Regions from separate parts of the Sus scrofa genome. Here region 2 is linked to region 1. The links are chromatin contacts, called in public HiChIP or PLAC-seq maps. All regions are on one chromosome and are shown on one strand. The core of a region is the stretch at or near the end of the contact, and the rest is flanking DNA. Distances in the headings are between cores, read along the strand shown.

Region 1 (5,298 bases), core at 927-3,426:
ACAGTCACTTTTGACCTGATGACTCCCCCCACACTTCTTACTTCTGCTCCCCCACTCCATTCCACCGCTCCCAGGCTTCCATCTCCTCCCTTCCGTTTCCCACTGACCCCAGGATGTCATCACTGAGTGTAATCCCCAGCCCCCCATGACTTTTGGTCCTCTCTAGAGCACAGTTAATGTTCCCTATCTCTTTGCCCTCTTGATCTGTTTCACTAACTCACCCCACTCCTTCCCAGGTGTGGTCTCCAGCCCACCTACAAGTGGCCCCAGAAAAGAAGTCCAGCCATTAGACTTTGACAAAAGATGTAACTTGCCAGCTCCACCAGCTCTAAAGGCTAAATAAACCTCAAGTGGCCCCAGAAAAGAAGTCCAGCCATTAGACTTTGACAAAAGATGTAACTTGCCAGCTCCACCAGCTCTAAAGGCTAAATAAACCTCAAGTGGCCCCAGAAAAGAAGTCCAGCCGTTAGACTTTGACAAAAGATGTAACTTGCCAGCTCCACCAACTCTAAAGGCTAAATAAACCTCCAGTCCTTCCTTTCGCCCATTGTCCCATCCCACATCTGCATTTTTTTGCACCAGAAAGTCAACATCTTACAATCATCTTTATCTTTTTTCTAAAGCTAGATTTCTTCTGGGTGATTAGGCATCACGTGTTGGTAAAGCTGCATTGCCCAGTCCAGTAGGCACGAGCCCTGGGAGGATGTTGAGCATTTAACATGTGGCTGGTCCAAACTGAGATGTGCTGTAAGTATAAAATATGTAGCAAATTTTGAAGACTTAGTACAATTAAGAAATGTAAACTATCGCATTAATAACTTTTATGTTGGTTATATGTTGGCATGATGATAGATATATTGAGTAAAGTGAAATATAGAAATAAAATTTATTTCATCTGCTTGCTTCTTTTTACCTTTTTTTTTTTTTTCTTTTTAGGGCTGTATCTGTGGCATAAGGAAGTTCCTGGGCCAGGGGTCAAATCAGATCTGTAGCTGGGGCCTATGCCATAGCCACAGCAACATGGGGTCGGAGCAGCTATTGCAACCTATGCCACAGTTTGTGGCAACTCCAGATCTTTCACCCACGGAGCAAGGCCAGCAATTGAAACCACATACTCACTGGGTCCTTAACCTGCTGAGCCACAATAGGAACTCCATTTCTACCTTTTGAAATGTAGCTACTAGAAAGTGTTAAGTCACATGTGCACACATTATATTTCCATTGGGCTGTGCTGCTGGAGATCTTAAGTTCCACGAGATCAAGGCCACCTTGTTCATGAGTGTATTCCCAGCTATACTGGCACAACACCTGGCAGATAGGAACAAGATTAATAAATACATTTGAAAGAATAAAGCTTTCTAGACAATAGGGATTTATGTGTAGGAGTCTTCTTTATAGAAAAAGAGGAATCAAAGACAATCAGCTGGCAATAAGGGAGTCGAGCCGCTCACCTCTCCAGCACTGCATGTTCTCTGCCCACCATGGGCCTCAGAGCTCCCTTCAGCCTTGCACATTTAGTTATGAAATAGGGTCTAAACTGGATCAAATGAGCAGCATATCCATCTAAAACTGAATAGTTAGGAGTTCCCGTCGTGGCACAGTGGTTAACGAATCCGACTAGGAACCATGAGGTTGCGGGTTCGGTCCCTGCCCTTGCTCAGTGGGTTAAGGATCCGGCATTGCCGTGAGCTGTGGTGTAGGTCACAGACACGGCTTGGATTTCCACGTTGCTGTGGCTCTGGCATAGGCCAATGGCTACAGCTCCGATTCGACCCCTAGCCTGGAAACCTCCATATGCCGTGGAAGCAGCCCAAGAAATGGCAAAAAGACAAAAAAAGAAAAAAAAAATGAAACAGAAAATACTGAAGAAAAGAATCCACATGCATAGCAAGAAATGATTCAAGGGCTATTAATTTGATCTAAACCACTCTCACCAAAATGATCTCATGGCGAATATCTCATTTACTTATCTCAATCCTTGGTATCAGAAAATTCTTCTTAACTTGGATTTGTGACTTGGCAAAACATTTAACACAAATGCAGCAAAGACTGGAGCGTCTAAAACGTCTAGTAATATCCTTAAAGACAGTTTTGCTTCCATGCCGCTCCCTCTCATTCACAGGCATAGACATCACTGTGAAGTGAGTCAGCGATTCCAAGTATCTGTATTGCATTACACCAAGTTCCCCAGAGCTGGCATTAGCAGTACATTGCTGGAGGGAGGAAGAAGCCAAGCTGTCCTGTGATCCCTGAAGACTAATCCAGCAAGAGACGTGCTGGTTAGTCATGGACAAGAACACAGGGATTAGAAGCTATTCAGCCAGTTGTATCAGGTGACAACAAGAAGGCAGCTGAGTGAGAGCTAAGCAAGTGGTGAGAAGGTGATCCAACACCATGGCCCTTGACACAAACACCCATTTTATCCAAGGCACAAAGCACTCCTTAATTGGAAGTATCACTCCTCTCCCCAATGAAAACGATCACTTTAGTAAAGTTTACACACCCCCAGGAAGCTACCTCTCTTTCCATCTTTCCTTGTGTTTCAAAATCCACAGAGCTGAGACCACCAGATGGTATATCCTCAGAAGTGCCATAGTCAGCTGCAAGCTCACTCAAGAACACAGAAATAGTACTGGGTTGGAAGTGAGAACTTGGGACTCCTAGCTCTTCTATCAGGTATTAATTTCAGGATCTTTGAGATGACATGTGTTATGCTGTTGCCCATAGCTGCAATCAAAGCATCACTTGGGACCCTGCTCACAGCAAACAAATTAGCAACAACCATATGACTCAAAGCACTCACTTTCCCTATCTCCAAGGCTTCTTCCACCTTAAAGAAGTCTTGGATGGTCTCAAGACCCAACAGGACACTTTAGCTTCTATGAGACTTTACCAACCCTATGTCCATCTCATCCGACATACCCAATAGAAACATACACACTTTTAGAATAAAACTAGAGGAAGGAAAAAACCCAAATAAATTTTGCTTTATAAGGCCAGAGGTGTGTAGAAATGAGTCAATGGTACTGAGCCAGAACTCTTTGAGCAACAAAACAAATAATAATAGTACTGGATTATAACCCATAGAGTAAAATAAATGAGTCCACACCGAAACAAAGAAATAAATAAACTGAGGAGAAAAGACAATTCTCCCTTACAGAAAAATTCTAATTAATAAAAGTAAAAGAAACAAGGGAAATAGAAAGTCACTGTTAGAACACCACAGCAATAATTACCATAGGCAGAACCCACAGATAGATGCTAATATTAGTGGGTGAAGTTTGAAGGGAAACAGGATATTTGCAAGGTCTCAAAATATCTCCCCCAAGATACTTATTAATAACAAAGGGAAAAATAGTAACTTTTTAGAAGAAAAACCCAGCAGATACCATCCTAACCAAGTGTTCTTAATAAATATGACCGCTAATGGGATACTGCCTCATGAATCACACGTTAGGATGCACTGAGAAGGGTGCTGACATTACGTTTGCTGGTTTCTTTCTTTTTCTTTCTTTTTTTTTTTTTTTTTTTTGTCTTTTTAGGGCCACACCCATGGCATATGGAGGTTCCCAGGCTAGGGGTCCAACCAGAGCTGTAGCTGCCGGCCTACACCACAGCCACAGCAAGGCCGGATCCCCAACCCATTGAGCAAGGCCAGGGATCAAACCCGCGTCCTCATGGATGCTAGCTGGGTTCATTAACCACTGAGCCATGACGGGAATTCCTTCTGCTGTATTCTCACCAAAATCATGTAACCTCAATTTGTTCATGAGAAATCATCAGACAAACCAAATAGAGGGAGCCTCTGCCCAATAACAGACCAGTTCTCCTCAAAGGTGTCAGTGAGTGTCCTGAAAGACAAGCACAGCCTGAGGAACTGTTAGAGCTCAGAAAGGATCAAGGAGAGGGGACAATTAAATGAGATGTAGGGTCGTGACCTAGGTCCTGGAACAGACACAGAACGTAAGTGGAAAACTAATGAAATACAAATAGAATAGTTAACAGTATCTCACCAATGTCAGTACTTTTGTTTTGACAATTGCACTACGGTTGTGGTTGGGCAAGATGTTAATATTTGGAGAAGCTGAGTGAGGAGCACATCATAGGAACTCTCTACACTATATTTGCAACTTTAATCAAAAATCATTTCAAAGGAAAAAGTCAAAAACTAGAAATTAAAAAAGTCTGAAGGAGGGTGGAATTCTTTTTGTTTGGCCTCAGTAGCAGCATATGGAAGTTCCTGGCCAGAGACTCGAACTTCAGGGGCAACCTATGCCACATCTGTGGCAATGCCAGCTCTTTATCCCACTGAGCCACAGCGGGAACTCCAAGGATTGAATTCTAAACTCAAAAATGACAGAAGATATTAAGAATTTTTAAGACCAACATATTCAACGAAATAAAATTTCAGCACTTTGAATATGTGAACTTTAAAGATAAATGTGTAAATATCTGAGAAAAATATGTACAGCAAATACAAAATCCTAGGGCTGTTTAATGTCTTTATATAGGAGATAAATTTTATATAAATTGATATAAATTATTAAAATAGTAGAAGACAAATCATTAGACAAAATTAAAAAACTGAAACCTCACAGGATAAAATTTTTTTAAAAAGCAAAAATATGGAACTAAAATGCATCTTTATTTGTAATTAAAGAAAATCAAATTAAAATAAGATAGTATCATTTTTACCTGACAACTAGCAAAAATGTCCATAATAGTAATAATACCAAATAATGATGACCACCCAGAAAAAAACAGGTGCCCATAAATTTCAGTGTCAGTACTGCTTGTTTGACAAGGCCTTTGATGTACATATTTTTTCACTGCCTTTCTGGACATCCCAAATTCTGTCCAAGCCTGATTTAGGCCCTATCCATGGTTCAACTTTACTACTTCTGGATAATTTTTTAAAAGCTTTCAAAATATGGTCCCACAAAACCAACAAAAATGTAGCTTCCATCAAGCCATTTAATTAATTTCAAATATATCCATTTAATCTTTAAATATTTTTCCAGGGAGTTCCTGCTGTGGCACAGTGGAAATGAATCCAACTATTATCCATGAGGAAGTGAGTTCAATCCTTGGCCTTGCTCAGTGGGTCAGGGATCTGGCATTGCCATGAGCTGTGGTGTAGGTCACAGATGTGGTCAGATCCCCTGTTGCTGTGGCTATAGCGTAGGCCAGCAGCTGCAGCTCCAATTTGACCCCTAGCCTGGGAACTTCCATATACCCCAGGTGTGGCCCTAAAAAAAAAAAGAAAGAAAGAAAAAAGTATAAAAAAAATTTCCAGTG
Region 2 (5,298 bases), core at 957-3,456, 150 kb before region 1:
TTTTTGCTATTTCTTTGGGCCGCTCCCGTGGCATATGGAGGTTCCCAGGCTAGGGGTCGAATTGGAGCCGTAGCCACCGGCCTACGCCAGAGCCACAGCAACGCGGGATCCGAGCCGCGTCTGCAACCTACACCACAGCTCATGGCAACGCCAGATCGTTAACCCACTGAGCAAGGGCAGGGACCGAACCCGCAACCTCCTGGTTCCTAGTCGGATTCGTTAACCACTGCGCCACACGGGAACTCCTCTTTTTTTTAAAAAATAGATGTATAAGCTACACAAAACAGAAGTGCAAAGAGCTGAATGTAATTAGGAGACTGCCATCCATTCTGACAGAATAGTCAGGATAGAAGTTTAGACAAATGAAGAGCTAATGGAGAGTAAAACGAAGGCTCCAGTTCTCCCCTCTTCACCCTCCCCCACCCTATATTCAAGCCCATTGCCCTCTGACTTGGCAGTTCCTCTCATTAAACAGACAGAATCTGTTTCCTGAATCTGAATCTTGACAAGTCTTATGACCTCCATTGGCCAATAAAATTAAGTAGACATGACAGTGCGCCAATTCTGAGCCTAGGCCTCAAAAAACTTAGTTTATTTCTGATTATGCTTTCTTTCACACCTCTGTCATCCCCATAAACCATACCCAGGCTAGCCTGCTGGAGGACAAGGGACACATAGTCCCAGCCACGCTGTCCCCGTGATTCCAGCTAAGTCTACCCTAGGCCAGCCAACCCCTAGACACAAGAGCAAGTCAGCCGTGATCAAGAGAGCCACCTAGCTGACCAACCCAGACAAAACAGCAATAAGTGGTTCCTAAGTACATCTCTGAGATTCTGTGGTTGTTTGTTATAGAGCACTGTTGTAGCAACAGAGTATCGATACAGAGAGGCAGTTATAAGCCAGATGTGGAGGATCTTGCCTGTTACACCGAGGAATTTAAAAGTTTGCTTATGAAATGAAAACTCCTGCAGGGTGTTCAAAGGAGAGAAACATGACCTAGCTTGCATTTTGGAAAAGTAACTCTTGTAATGTGTAGGTTGAGTTGAAAGGAGAATCTCTTGAAGTAGTTCAGGTAAGAGATGAAAATGCATAAATGACACAACATTAGTGGGGTAGTAAGAAGACAAATACCAAAAACATCAAAGATAATCTAGTATAAGGCAACTGATTAGTTAAGGAAAGAGAAGGAGAAAGAATGATTCTGGTATGATTCCCAGAAAAAGGATTTTTGATGCCATGAAATGAACTCAAACTAGGTTCTGGGAGGAAACAGAGTAAGTTCTGTTTTACCATATTAAATTACTATGTCTATCAAATTTGAATCCCTATGGGACATTCAGATAGATGTTTGGCAGTCAGTGTTATGTATAAGTCTAGAGGTCAGGTCTCAGTTCTAGAGATTTAATAGCAATATTAGTTTAGGAAACTATAATGAATGGGTAGTTAAGTAGAGTCAAAAAGTTGGATGAAATTGCACAGAGAGGGTATGTATTTTAAAAAAAAAAATAGGAGTTCCCTTGTGGCACAACAGGTTTAGGATCCAGCATTGTCACCGCAGTGGTTCATGTCACTGCTGTGGTGTGGGTTCAATCCCTAGCCCAGAAATTTCCACATGCCATGAGTGAGGCAAAAAAAAAAAAAAAAAAAAAAAAAGTAGAAGAGAACCAAGGACAGGCAGGACACTGGGATTAAGAGTGTTTCCTAAGGCATTTGTTGAAGATGAAGGGTCAGCAGAAAAAGAGGGGACAGGAATACAAGGGGAATTGGGCATCTCAAAAGCAGAGGAACATTCAAAAAGAGAAGATTCACGGTATCTATTTGGTATGAGTTGTATCTTTCCCATTAACAGTATATGTCAATCAAAATTTTGGAACTAGAAAGGGATTTAAACATCAAGAACTCAACACTGTAGTGACAACTACAAAGTTATTTTTCACACTAAATAAGTAATTTTATAGGCATTAAGCCTGACACTCTGACAGCAAAATGAAAAGGTAAAATATTTCTGAAATTATTTGAAAGGTTCATTCAATCACTGTGGAATCACTTTAAGTCCCATGGAATTTGAGAAAGAAAGAAGGGAATCATTCTTGACATTCATAGTAAGTTCTGTTCTGATTTCAGGTGGCATCCACTAGAGAACACTGGAACAGATGTTCAGGGTACACGAAGGTCATCTCTCTCCAGGGCAGGGCACTCTGCTTCTCTGATTATTTATAACTTGTCATTTGCATCAGCTGATTTCAAAACAAGCCAGGAAGTATTTAGGCCAAATGTTCAGGAACTTCAAGCAGCCTGCATTTTTTTTTTTTTTTTTTTGGATCTTCTGCTATAGAACTTCCATTTTAATCTTGCCCTTCTCCAGGAAAGAGACTAAACATAGATAAATTAATCTACCATGTTAGGGTTGTTGGGTTTTATTTAATATAGACTCTTGCAAAACTTATGTCATGAGCCTCCTTTGTAAAGGAGGGTGATATTAACACTCCCAGAACATAGGGAACTCCATCCCAACATTTAGGAGTCATTCAAACTGAGATTTCTTGAACGATGCTAAGTTGTAGTGTTGTCACTGCAGGCTAGTTTGTGCAGTTTTTACCAACAGGGTAAATATGAGGGGACGGTGGACTGGACAAATGAATTCGCTAAGGTTCATCTTAGGTTTCTTACCTGCAGGAAGCTTCTTGAAGAAGGAGAGGACAGCAGCTGTTCTAACCACCGGAGGGGGCCATTTCATCAATTTCAAGCCTCCCTGTAATTAAGCAAAACTTTTTGTACCAGAAGAAGCCTTCTCATCTGGTGGTGAAAAGAGCTGGCTTACCAGTTTCAAATGAGAAGAGCCAGGGTCCTTCGGTGGCTGTGGCTTGGGCTGCGAAGAGAGCCGCAAGCCCATCTTCACCCCTGTGAGGGCTGGGAGAATTCTAGCAGGAGTGCAGAGTACCCCTCACAGCTCTCCAGCCCCCTACCCCCTCACAGCTGTTCCTCTTCTATTACAGGCCTGTCCACAAGAAAATCTGGGGCTTGCTTTCCTGTGGATTCAGCTAAGCTGCCATGCTAACCTATTTTTCTTTAAAGAGAAGCTCCCCAAATTTGGGGGCAAGTGGAGAACGATTCTGTATTAAATTTACTCATATTATGTCACCAGTACATTTCCTTGGAGACACTGGTGTTTAAGAACAGGAGATTTTTTAGTAAAAAAATTTAAAAAAACCCCTGTAAGATCTGTGCCCTTTCCAATGGCCAAGAACAAAAGCCCGAATACAATGAGTTTAATAAGGACAAATGGGAATCTCTTGGGCCACATAATAGAAAGGCCCAGCAGAATGCTCCCTTCAGAAAAGGCTGGTTTCAGAATTTCATGACTTGAGAATGCTCTTGCTACCTCTCCAGCTCTTGGGACCGCCTTCCTGTGTGCTGACTTCATTCTCAGGTAGGTCAGGGAATGAGAGCAGGGAGCAGGGGCTCCTGGTCAGCTCCAGGTTTAAATGGCTGTTACATCTAGTGACCTCACTGGAAGGAGAGCTGCTCTTCTCCAAAAACTCTAGCAAAAGTCTTGGCCTGGGGAGACTCAGGTCATGGCTCCGTCCACCTGGGGGGACATGCCCACCTGTGACCAGTCCCCGTGGACCCATCCAGGCCATGACACTACCAACTGCAAAGCCTACAGGCAGTGGTGTGGATGCAAGGGGTTAAAAAGAGGGAGGGCTGGCCTTCAAACAGAAAAACAGATTTCTGGAAGAAGAGGGAAGGGACGCTATACGGAAATCCCTTTTTGTCTTACAGTTTGTAAAGCACTTACCACAGTGCTTGAAACGTAAAGAACTTAAAGAAGAGCAGCAAAAAGGAAATATAAGAGAAATAAAATGATCATGATGATAATGTGTCTGAGACCCAAGTAGATGACGAGGTAGATAAAGATAGGATCAATGCTATTTCCGTATTTAGCTCATTGTTCTTTGTACAACTTTCTTGGTCTACTGAGCTGCAAACTTGGATATAAAAGATGTCAGTGCTGTATGATTATTCATGAGAGAGAATGGAAAGGTGCAGGAAGTATATTCAGCAATGCAAGAAAATTGACATTTGGGCATGATAAATAATTTTGTGTTCCAGGAATGGATAGCTGCTGTGGGCACAGCCAAAAAAAAAAAAAAAAAAAAAGGAAAGAAATGACCAGTTGGTTTGTGATCCTGTTTTAGCCACTCCAATGCCTCATTGGGCAAATTTGCTTCTCCTTTACCTTGGAGCAGAAATCCCTGTTCTTGGCAGGCCCATAAAACGTGACTGTGGATCCCTGGGTCTTAGTTCAGGCTGTATCTCAGCCTGCAGGGTCACTGCCCCCCTTTCAGGCTCTAAAGGAGCCCGTGGTTGAAGGCTGCCTCTGCCAGGGATGCTGCTCCAGTGCTCACCATCTCTCATCTATCTCACAGTACTTTGCCAGCCCTGTGAAGTCCCCAGAAAGACCAGCACACTCTGAGTTTATAGACTTTCACATCCAAAGCACAATTTGACCACTTAAATCATGCCATTGCATATTGTCCCCTGCACATGAGGGACACAGGATAAGCTACCTCCCGTGCATCCTACTCAGGTTTAAATGTCATCTCCTCCTCCACTCAGCCGTCCATGACCCTAAACGTTAGGACGGGTGTCCCCTAACATTTTCCAGAGCCTCAGAGTCTCTTCAGCTGTCCAGGGATGCCTTTTCTTTGTGAATGTTATCAGTGCAAATTTTTCCACAAGCTTTTCATCGATTTAGCAACTCATAAGGAACGCGCAGGAAAAAAAATAAATAATAAGAGAGCCATTTAATCCGAAATGGCATTGTATTCATTAGACGTACACAGGGAATTCAGCACAAGGAAAACCTCAGACAGGTTTCAGAGAATGGTGTGTTTTATTCATCAAAGTATGCTTAGCCCTGTGCTCAGCACCTAGAACAGACAGAATACCAGATGCCAGGACCTAGACAAACAGAATAATTTGGAGGAATGCTTGAGGGATGGAAGGGGGCAGAGGGAGGAAGGGAGGAAGGATGCAGGGAACCGAATGCCAACCATGAACTGAATTTGAATGCACTGGGCTGGGTAGATTGTTACTGCTTGTAGTTTGAATCTATGAAACTCTACGAAGCACACAATCCTTGACTGAAGTCAGAGGTAAAGAAGCACCTTAAAAAAGAAAACAGGGGGGCAAAGGGAGGGAGGAGAGGCCCAGAGGCCTGAAGCCGTGAGAGTGAGGGCAGCAAGAGTGAATACCATCTATGGGGCCTTATGGTTTTGAGCTCCTACTTCCAGA

The links. HiChIP or PLAC-seq counts read pairs in DNA pulled down with a chosen protein or histone mark.
Region 2: an H3K27ac HiChIP or PLAC-seq map of skeletal muscle shows a contact between it and region 1. The contact joins two enhancer-like sites.

The regions. Positions count from the first base shown.
Region 1 is chr9:126,632,374-126,637,671 of Sscrofa11.1, reverse strand. No RefSeq gene overlaps it. Among named protein-coding and RNA genes, the nearest start is that of IVNS1ABP, 160 kb to the right of the region's middle. Within about 2 kb of position 2,176, at least 15 of the 83 cell types and tissues checked have an H3K27ac peak or open chromatin away from gene starts, as enhancers often do. A contact at or near this core is called in skeletal muscle, where this site is marked.
Region 2 is chr9:126,786,064-126,791,361 of Sscrofa11.1, reverse strand. It overlaps LOC102159064 (a long non-coding RNA gene), which reads right to left. Exons shown (of 2, transcript XR_305715.3): 2 at 2,301-5,298. Among named protein-coding and RNA genes, the nearest start is that of HMCN1, 61 kb to the left of the region's middle. Within about 2 kb of position 2,206, at least 9 of the 83 cell types and tissues checked have an H3K27ac peak or open chromatin away from gene starts, as enhancers often do. A contact at or near this core is called in skeletal muscle, where this site is marked.